Regions from separate parts of the Anas platyrhynchos genome. Here region 2 is linked to region 1. A link is a contact called in public Hi-C data. All regions are on one chromosome and are shown on one strand. The core of a region is the stretch at or near the end of the contact, and the rest is flanking DNA. Distances in the headings are between cores, read along the strand shown. Region 1 has its middle 17 kb from the start of CA2. Region 2 has its middle 25 kb from the start of RBIS.

Evidence for each region. Hi-C and Micro-C count contacts between places; a contact is called where the count stands out from the background.
Region 2: a contact with region 1 is called in a Hi-C map of skeletal muscle, with 1.8 times the contacts expected there. The contact joins two enhancer-like sites. A contact is called at or near these places in 4 of 8 Hi-C or Micro-C datasets (F1 follicle, liver and skeletal muscle).

Annotation. Positions count from the first base shown.
Region 1 is chr2:27,951,508-27,956,768 of IASCAAS_PekinDuck_T2T, forward strand. No RefSeq gene overlaps it. Among named protein-coding and RNA genes, the nearest start is that of CA2, 17 kb to the left of the region's middle. Within about 2 kb of position 2,999, at least 1 of the 8 cell types and tissues checked has an H3K27ac peak or open chromatin away from gene starts, as enhancers often do.
Region 2 is chr2:28,069,305-28,074,912 of IASCAAS_PekinDuck_T2T, forward strand. No RefSeq gene overlaps it. Among named protein-coding and RNA genes, the nearest start is that of RBIS, 25 kb to the right of the region's middle. Within about 2 kb of position 3,842, at least 1 of the 8 cell types and tissues checked has an H3K27ac peak or open chromatin away from gene starts, as enhancers often do.

The sequences.
Region 1 (5,261 bases), core at 1,749-4,248:
TCACTTTCATCAAAGACTTCCATCATTAATATTAATTCTTGACCTCTCAAATCAAGAAGATTCCCAACCTGAAAGTGACATAGTAAGTATACTAGACTTCCAGTAGACAGATAGAAAGAGCAGCCTTGGAGGATTAGATTAGGAGATGCTCCAGGCATCACCATGCCATGATCTTGAAATAGCAGGCACAGCTGGGTGTCTACAGGTCTAGGCTTAGGGCATCAGTCAAATGCCTGTTTCTTACAAGGATCATGTGCCCTGTGACCAATTTTTCTGCTCCTTGAGACCCACTCTCATGCAATTTGGGTATTAACGTCTGCAGGCTTCACTCTCTGTTCTTTTTTTGCAGGTCCAAGCATCGTGGCTTTTCAGGCCTAAGATCATGCTAGATCATGCAGACATTATCAGCACAGGATTTGGACGCCTTTGGGGTTGCTGGGTAACCAGAAATTCCAGGAATCTGGGGAAGGGATGTACAAACAACAAAACAATGAGCTCACGAGCACAAGCCCCTACTGCGCTATACAAGGTGTGCTAACCATTTTACTGGGGTTAAAAAAGAAAGAGCTCTGCAGGCAGGCTGTTATATAACTGCTATTAGGCAGGCCGCCTGCAAGCCTTTTGTTTTCTCTGTTGAACATCAGTCTCATGAACTTAGGGTTAATTGTTTCACTTTTGAAATTTCTTGTATGTCCTGATCTGCTTGCGTTATTTCCCTGGCTGCTCTTGCTATATTTATTTGCTTAATATCTTTTGCTTTCCTGAATAGCTTTAAGTTTACAAAGAAATAAATATCAATACTTACAGATAGGAATTTCATGAAATTTTAAGGAAAAAATATATACAAAGTCTGTAAGAGAAAGTAACACAAATTGATTATAGTAGACAAAAAAAGAAAAAAAAAAGTTATATGCAGATACAAAATAAATTTAAAAAAAGACCTTTTGCCTTAAGAATGGAAAGACGCTTAGTCCTAAGTAACATACAGATAAAATAACGCATTGGATGTCCATTGACAATACAAATATGTTTGCATTCAGTCACTTAGAGACTTGTGGTGACACCTCTTACATTGCTTATCTCTGTTCTTGGCCTTTAACAAGTGCTACTATCAGTATCTGGGTGCGCTCTTGAGAACTATTGGTCTACAGACTCCATCAGGTCTCACGGACAAGGAAAGTAAAAGCAGGGATAATAAGCACAGTGAGGCAGAAAGTCACAGATTAAGGAGAGTTAGGGGAGACATTGTGTAGATTAAGAAATTATCCACAAGAAATCATGCTCTGTAAAAATAGTCATTAAATGCAACATTAGAAAAAGTGTATTGAGCTCCAACTCTTAAGTTTTACAGCATGTTAGCATTTACCCCTGATAATAGAAAAACAAAAACAAAACAACAATAGTGTCTTGAACAGCCCCAGGCTGCAATCTAACTCTCTTTGGCTTACTTTCTCCCTGCCTGAGACCTTGCAGAATGAAAGAACATTTGAACATTTTCTCCACATGCTGTGCAAAGGTAACATGAGGACAGCTTCTCTGATCACACTGCTACTGAGGCCAGAGTCTTCCAATGAAGAAGTGGAGTGAAACTCTTCCTACTTCTTTACTAGGGACATTCCTCAATTTAGATCAAGTTTAAATTAATCTATATTATGAAAAGTAGATGAGTCAGAATTATTCCTGAGGTTATAGAAAATATGACCTATCTAGTATAGATAAAAATAGTTCCTTCATCCTTTTGGGATTCATCTTGATACATTTTTCCCTCTTTAGACACCTAAAGACAAAAGGACTCGGATAAATTTGACAGATAAAATTGCCTCTTGTTTTTTAGCAGAAACATAGCAGAACTTCATGCCAGATGTGCCAGATATCCACTTCTGGAAGCCTCACCCTGCAAGACTTACAGAATGATTTTCAGAACTATTGAAACTTTTTGGCCCTTTGAACTTTACTGGAAAGGACTCGATAGCTGTTCTACTGACTAAGGCTTTCCATGTTGCATCTAACAACAGTGAGTCTTACCCCTGCCTCTGAAAAGGTTTATATCATCATGGAAATGTAATTACTTGGATGCAGTATGCATAACACAATGCATACAGATTATGAGCAAGCATGTGAAGAGCTCTTCACAGGGAAATGCGTGATAGTGCTCACCCAAAAAGGCCCCCCAGAAATGGAGCTTGAAACCATGGTGTATTTGGAAGGCAGAACGTTAGCCTGTGTGCTGGCTGCATTATTACTGTACTGCAAATGTGCATATAAAAGTAGTTTCTGTTGGTTTTCTATTATGGTGGGTCTTGTGTTTGTATGGAGCTGTATCAATGACAAAATTTCTGTGATGTTGAGAAGTTTCTCTGTAAGGTGAAGGGAAAGGACTACACTTGTGCAATTAAATCCAACTTGCATATAGAGGGGAGATGAAAGATTATATCAAACATAAACACATTGCAACAGCCAGTACACATTATCAAGTTCAAATCCCCACTAATCTGCTCCCTGCTTTCAGCTCAGAACTGAATTTACATCTCCTCATGCCCCGCATTTCTGAGTCCGCCTGCTTGGCCATGCCATGGATGCTGAGTTCAGCGTGGCCGGAGATCACTTTGCTTTCCAAACCAGTGGCAGACGGCAAAGCCCGTACCTCAGCACAGGCCAGGATTTAGACATCCTGCTTGTTCACCGCTGCCACTGCGATGAAATCGCACAGCTCGGCATCAGGCAACCCATGACACGCAACGAAAACTGACAGACGTGCAAGATGGGAAGCACACTCGCACCTCAATCTGCTGATCCCTGCCTTTATTTGTCCACACAAAACCAACATAGACTACGATAACGGGAAACTGGTGCTGCTTTCGGACTGTCGGGAGCGCTGCCGCGGGTGAGGCAGGCTAACCAAACAATTCACCATGACGCTGGGCCCAGGAGGCGCCGGGACCAGCCCCCCCCCCGGCCTCCCAGGCTCCCCTCAGCGCGGCCATGCCGGGCAGGGACCCAGGTGGCGGCGGCCCTTGGGCTGCTGCTGCCCCCTGGCGGGCGGAGCTCGGCTCTGCCCTCCCGCCGGGGAACAACCGCGGCCTGGAGCCCGAGCGGGGCTCCTCACAGGGCTCTGGAAGTGGGGTGTGACAGGAAAACCCCTATAATATCATCTCTTTCTGTGGGAAGGATGGGATTCCCAGCTGCCCGTCATTTATCGCTTCGCTTTGGGTTGGATCCGTAGCAAATTCTGCCTCTCAGAGATACCTCTGTTAGGAGCACCAACAACTTTATTTCTGAAATTCAAACATAAATAAGTAGAAATATTTCTGCATAAGCAGGTAGAAAAAAATTGCAACGAACGTCATCAAGAATAAGAAGACTTGTTCAATACTGTCATAGCCTCATGTGGGGCAGACCATCATTTTAAGCCAGAGATAGGGCTGCTTTGCCCTATGAAGCATCTGCATTTATTAAACTGACTCTTTTTCAAAACCACTCCTCAGGAGGATATGTTCATATATAAATCCTATAATTCCATATTGCAGTATAGTAGATGCTCATGTCAGTGCTGAAAATTAACAGTCCTGAGACATGCACTCCTAATCTTCAATGTGTTACATCAGTAAGGCATCAGTGGAAGAAACACTTTCACTACAAGAAACAAAGCCACAGTAGGCAAATGCAGGGTTCAGCACCTCATTGTGGAGCTTGTGTTCTGGTAAATAATTTCTTCCAAAGCCACAGATGAAAATACATGTGTGTGGTTCAAGGGCTGACAATTATGTATGTTTATAAGTAGATGACAATTCGTGAGGATAAATTGCTATGCATCATTTATCAAAAACAAACAAACAAACAAACAAAAAACAACAACAACAAACACCATATAGCTGAATTTGAGATGCAATTATTTTCTAGTCCTTTCAGGCCATCTATTATAATCACTGACAAAGACTAATGGCATTTATATAAGAGATGAAATTTCATGAATAAAAATGGCCCAAAGACTCTTAAGACAGTTATTTTGTATATGATGAAAGAGTTGCCGTGAGGCATGCTGCACTCATCCTATGACAGTGAACAGGCAAAGATTCTTCTACTGATTTTTTTTTTATTAACTTTAGTCGTTTCCACTACATCACTACTTTTATCTACTTTTTTCAGTTTCATGAGCTATAAGCAACTGGTCTGCATATTTACAACTGTTTGCTGTGCTTCTTGTTGCACCTCATTCATTATTTAGCACCAGCTCTAGCATACCATGAGGTTATGGTACTGGTCTGCATCACTTTCACACATAAATGTCTCACTCTTGTCTCCTATATTTAGTCCTACATTTGTAAGGAGTTCCCTGGAAATACCTGCAGAGTTGTCGTTGATTGCTTTACAAGCTTCTGCTTTGCTATGGTGCCTAAAAAGAAGCTGACAGTGGCTAAATAACAGAGTGTACAGACTCCCTTGGTTTTGAGGGTAATCAATACTACCTTCATAAAATTCTGATATTCTACCATCATTTTGTTGTTGTTTCCATCTGGATTTACTCGGAGAAAAACCTGTGAATCCTTCGTGTCATATAAAAAGCTTATCCAATCAGCCTTTGTATATGCATCTGTCTTTTCCACAGCAGTAATGTCTGACCCAGTGGACTGATTCCAGTCATATCTATCTAAAAATTCATTGTTCTGTTGTGGATGGTAACCATTAGTCCCACAGAGAAAGGGAAAACAAAACAAAACAAAACAAAACAAACAAAAAAAAAGCAAAAAAAAAACAATGTGAGATGAATCTTTTTGAGGTCCCAAAGAACACAAATCTGTTAGAGAACATCTGTGGATGACACAATTAGAGCTCACACTTTACGTGTGACCAAACCAAAGATAAACCTTGAAAAACACATCAATGGGAAAACAAACTTCCATGACTATATGAGGCAGACAACTACTATTTTCTTTAGAGATTTGATTAGTAGCTTTTTGGAGCAGGGTCTGTCTTTTCTTTCTATGCTTGTACACCAAATATCCAGGAAATTCCTGCAACTACTAAGACCTCCAATGAAAATGCAGTGGTGCTTTCTCCAGTTTTTGCTTCAAGAATGAGATCTAGTAGGATGGTGCTACAAAATTCTAGAGGCATATGAGAAATAGAGTTTGCAGGATGTACTGTCTTAGCTGTTATGCTCTCTTTCTACCCAAAAATAAGACACAAGTTAAGGAAGTAGCAGAAAACAAAAATATTGTTCACATATAAGAAGGGTTAAGCCAGAATTATCTAGTAAATCT
Region 2 (5,608 bases), core at 2,592-5,091, 120 kb after region 1:
CAAATGAAAGCTTTGCCAAGACCTACAGAATTGTTTCCTATTTCACTCATTGTACCCTGCTTCTGGCCTCCTAGTTTTCCCTGGTATGAACATTGCTGACCTATCCTCTGATCCCTTAGCCTTCCTTCCAAGTATTTGTTGTATGTGTATTTCTTTCTTCAAGTGACATTTTAACTCATTCAAGCATATTTGATTGATGAGAGGGAGGTGAAGAACAGATGTTTGGCTCAAGCAGTTGAAGACCAGACACTTATGTACAGGAGATCAAGCTATAGGCCAGTCTGAAATCTCATTTCTGTAATAGTACAAGTTGTGAAAAGAACATAGACTGAATTCAAATAAATGCTTCAATATAACAACACTGTAAGTATAAAATAGTAAATATTAAAACCTAATTGTGGTCAAGGCCATGACATACACAGTATCTATATTCATGTTCTGTAGATCTCCAAGAATAGTGGGATCCAATTACTCCAATGGCGTGGTTAGACAAATGATAAGATTGAGCAACTACCAAACCATTGTTCCCAAAGGTTATGCTTTGAAATCTGTAAGCATAACAAAAGAAGTGACCCATATTGCTACAGGGATAGAGCTACCATTAAGTAGGAGATTTCTTAGGTAGTCAGTATATCATGGAAATTAAAACCTGGTTTTTAAATGTCTAAACAAGGAGTTAAGTACTAGTTTGAAAATACTGACTTGATGTGACTACTGCAAAGCTACAAAGAAAAATGGTGTGATGTTAGGAAGAGAACAGGGCTTCTGCTTAGAGCTCCCATGCTGGAGGTGGCTCAGCCTCCTAGATCAGACCTACCATTAAAACACAGCTTTCCAAAAACAGCTTTCCAAAAACACCTTCCATCGCTCTTCATGAGACAAATATATGATCTGCCCCTGACCTGAAGTCATGTCTTACACATCCAGGTTTCCAGGCTTTCTATGAACAGGAAGGCTCCCTCTTTCCTCATAGACAAAGAAGAGGGTAACCAATTTGTAATTGCTCTCATCTTCCTTAATCTCACCCACACACTTTGACTGCAGGCTTTGACTGCAGGACCATCTGGTTTTAGTCTGACTGCACACCTAATGAAGATGGTGGCTGTTCGTATAGTTAAATCAACACTCATTTATGTGCTGGCTTTTGTGACACAAAAGTCACAAAAACTTTAAATTTCTGCTGAAAGACAACAGACTTATAAGCAGAACAAGCATTAACAGAAATTTCACAAGTAAGGAGAAGCACAAGAAAGACTTACAACAGGATTTTGAAGATGCATTTTGGCACCTAAAATGAAACCTGGGCTGACTGTTGGTGGCTAAATCCAGTAAGAATTCCAAAAAGCGTATGCCTGCCTGCCTCTCTCATTTACGAGACTGGAATGTGCTGGAATGCTGTGTGCAGTGGTGCCCATGAAGCAGCCAGCTGACAGAGAGTTAAATATCCAGACTGAGTGGGGACAAGTTGTCACACAGGTACTCCACGAGGACTCAGAAAAGAAAGAGGCCACTGGTTAAGTCCCAAGTGGCAGAGCTGTGCAGGGCACTCATAACAAACACCACAAATGTTAGTCATGCCCCTTCATATGAGCAACTAGAGAGGGACATGATTTGGCCATGGGACATGGTTCCCGGCCATTGCTAGGAAGCTCCTCAGCACAGTTTTGGAAAATGTCAGCTACAGCACTCTGTGAGAGAGCCCAGATGTGGTGGAGTCAAGGTTCCCAATAGACCATACAGAGGAAGATACCCAGGAAATTTCATCTGCACATGCCTTTTTTTCCAGGACCAGAAAATGGGCCCTAGTCTTTATTTAACATGATAGGCATAGCTGTTAAGTTCTGCTGCGAAAAACAGCAGACATGCTTGATTTTTTCTCTGGAGGCTTTGAAGGAGTCCATCAGGAGGCATCTGCTACACTGCTTTCAACTTGAACACTTCACTTCTGTAACTGGATAGTATTTACATCGTGGGTGTGATATTGTTCCTCTCTGTAAACCCAGAAAATAAAATAAAAGTGATGTCAACAATAATATAGAAAAAACAAAACAAAACAAAACAAAAACATTTTAGCTATCTAGCCATTGATTTGGTTAGTGGTTTTAAAGTTTGGCTGGATAGCTTTCCCCCTGAGAAACAAGAAAGGTAACACTCACTGCCAATAAGAAGCATTAGCTAATGTTTGTACAGTGCCTACCAACGAAAGAGTGCTAAGTACTAGGAGTGAAGCACATCTCAGCACTCAAAGATCTGCATGTTAAATAGTTGACCCGGTGCCCAGACTGGGATGACTACTGACTCCAAAGAGGCTGGAGATAGCCTTAAGCCCTAAGAGAAAAGAAGCCTAGTGCATCTGTACAAGCAACACCATGTAAAACACAAATAAGCAGCAATAAATACTTTCCATAAAAATATGTGGATCTTTCTTTATTTTGATACAAAGAAGTTCAGACAGTCACATTTTCTTCTTGCATCAATTACCATATGCAGAATACATGAGAAAATTCTTGTGTTTAATCTTTGATCTTTCTTAATTTTCAACGAGTTTTAGCAGGAGCTTAGTGCAAGCAACTCCACAACATACAGGGAATTACTTTGTCATAAACTACAAACAAACATCTCCAAACACACTGTCATGATGCAACACACCCTCACTAGTCACTAGGGAAAAATGAAGCACAATCTTGAGGCCTCTACATTATTTAAGCAATATCACACACATGCAGTGGGTATTCTCGAGTGCTGTTCAGCTCCGATATCTTGGGTGTTCCCACTCTGCTATTAGGTGGTCATGTTGCAGGGCTAGATTACTAGATTACTTCCTGATTGCAGTAATGCAGAGATGGGGCTATGTAAGTTGTATATACCCTCCACACACTGCCACCGAAAATGAAACACAGATCAGTGGTGAAAATGCCAGTTATCCAATAAATAATAATGATAATAACACCCCAGAAAGGAACAATTGTTTATTGTCCTGTCCATGCCTACAGCTTCCATCTTTCCGTAACCATACAGATCTATTTCCAGCTAATCCTCATTTGAGGTTTACTTATAGGAACTAAGAAGCATGCCCAGGGCTCTAAAAGTGGTGCTTACATGTCTCATAAATGGGGGAGACAGGTTGGCACGTGCTTTCTGGAATTTCAGAGAATGAGGTGGGAGCTGTGCCACAGCTGAAGGTAGCACCACAGTTTACCTGAATCAGAAAACTGAACCAGAAGCTTTTTTTAAATAGCTGGCCAGATTTTCTAAATGAACTGTCATTGGTACAATTGCAAACAAAATCTGTGCAGGGATAATCATCTGCGCTCATTTGTATTTCCTGCATGTGTTTGTCCTTGCACGGAGCTTGCCCCTAGAGCCGCGGCCGCAGTGTCACCTTCTGCCCACATTCTGCCCAGCTGCTTTGGTTGCCACTGCCCAACCAAGTCAAGTCATGGTGGGCCTACAGAGCTGGCTTGGTAGTGTTGACCTGTCCAGATAAATTATATAAATACACTTATTTTGATGCCTGGGAAAATAAAATCCAGCTAGAAGGAAACACACAAAAACTTGATCATATAGTGGCTGTTTCTGGAGTACAGCGTGAGGCATATGTGGCACTATGCAGTGGTAAATGCTTATGAGGAACAAGTGAGCATTTAAGTACAGTTTCACCCAAATATGATCCTTTAAATCTACATGGTGCTTTTGGTTACATCTGAAAGTCATCGTTTAGTTTTTATATAATCTTTTTCCCTTTTGCGAACGGAAATAAGCCCCAAACTCCGCAAGGTACTGACACTCCCCTCCTGCCCGCAGGCCATGCCTGGAGGCCGCAGGGCGCTACTGGGGCTGCAGTGCCCACGGACACCTGGCAGCCAGGCCAACGCTTTATTCACAGTGACACCTATCGGCAAGAGCAATCTGCAAAGCAGATCTTTCCCTGAAGAGTATTTTTGGTGGTCATGCTCCTCCCGTCTTCAGCGTTTTTCTTCTCCTTCAGGGCTCCCCACTCAGATGTTCACATTCAGCTCAACATTTTACACTATTGAATATAATTTAGTCTATATTGGTATTTTCAAACCCAATACCTGTTTCCTCAATTAATCATCCGTCTATTTCCAGAGCACATGTCAAAACTGAGTGTTTATTTTTGTTTGTTTGTTTGTTTGTTTGTTTTTGTTTTGTTTTGTTTTGTTTTGTTTTGTTTTGTTTTGTTTTGTTTTGTTTTGTTTTGTTTTTAACATTGGCACTGTTTGCCGGTACATGAGAGTGCTGGACATCCCCAGTGTTCAGGAGACACAGCTTCTGTGGAGGTAGCATAGCATCAACACTGTGCATTTTTCATTCTTACATACTTGCTTGTTGAATGTAGCTGTCCTGATACTCTCCACAAGCAACACCGAAGCCTCTCTAGGCAGAAATCTAGAAATCTACTTAAATGTAGATTTCAAGAGGCTGATGCGATCCAGTTTCAGCTCAACGCCATAACACTCAACAGAAGCTGCTCTGTTCTAGAGTCATAGAACTCTTCCTATAGGGTTTCTGTGTCGATACACATGTAACATGTATATATTATATAAAGTATATATAGATAAGTGTATATACAGAGAGAACATATATCGTTCAGTATTCTTTCTAAACATTTTAGAAACTATATTTAGGAACAGTAATTACATTAATACCATCAGGCAGTGCATACAGATGAGACCATTTCAAGAGTTTGCTGAGCATACTTGCTGAAAATACCACACACCATGTTACAGCAACTCAAAAATTATTAACAGTTTTACTTTGATTTTGCCATACACAGCCATTACTATGTTTCAGTCAGTTCAAAACTAATTCAAATAAGTTTGCTGCAGCACATATTCAGGAAACGTTTTGTTCTGGGTTTTGCTTCTGTGGTTTGTCAGATCAAGTTTCTATGGACTAGTTTTGAAGATGAGCTAAACTATTTTGAAATGTTGAAATCATTTTTGGGGGCATCAGGCTAGAAGTTCTTTGGCTAGTCTGTGCAAACATTTTTAACAGACTTCAATATAGAATCTGTTGTTGAATAGCGTGGTACTACAACTCTTGTACAGTTAGTTTGATGTCACAATACCAGTAAGAAATTGTTCTTGGTTATATTTGCAATCAAACAGGTAACAGAAATACTATTTCAAACATCTTCAGCAATTTCTTGGATTCTGCAGACCTGGGGACACAGCATTCTTTTGATTATCCATACCTGGGTCTTTTTTTTTTTTGGTATAACAATGGGAATTTTAAAACAATTTTGAAACATAAGTTTGTATGCTTATACCATTAGTGATTTCCAGGTAAATGTTTTACTCATGAAATCAAAAATACATAAGAAGCTGGAGTTTGAATAGGACAAAAGGAAAACAGAAATCAAAAACCAGGCTCTCTGAAAAAAAATAAAAATGTTTTGATCAGCAAGGATACTGTAGTGCCTTGTTTTCCTCAAAAAGGCCAAAGTTGTTTTGTTTTGTTTTTAATTTAATTGAGAACACATTTCAGTCTGTTTATGCAATTGTAAACAAGAGAAAAATAAAAAGCAAAATGTTGGCGTGATGCTTTATTCAAAATATTTTCAAATCAGAGACACAGTAAAAAA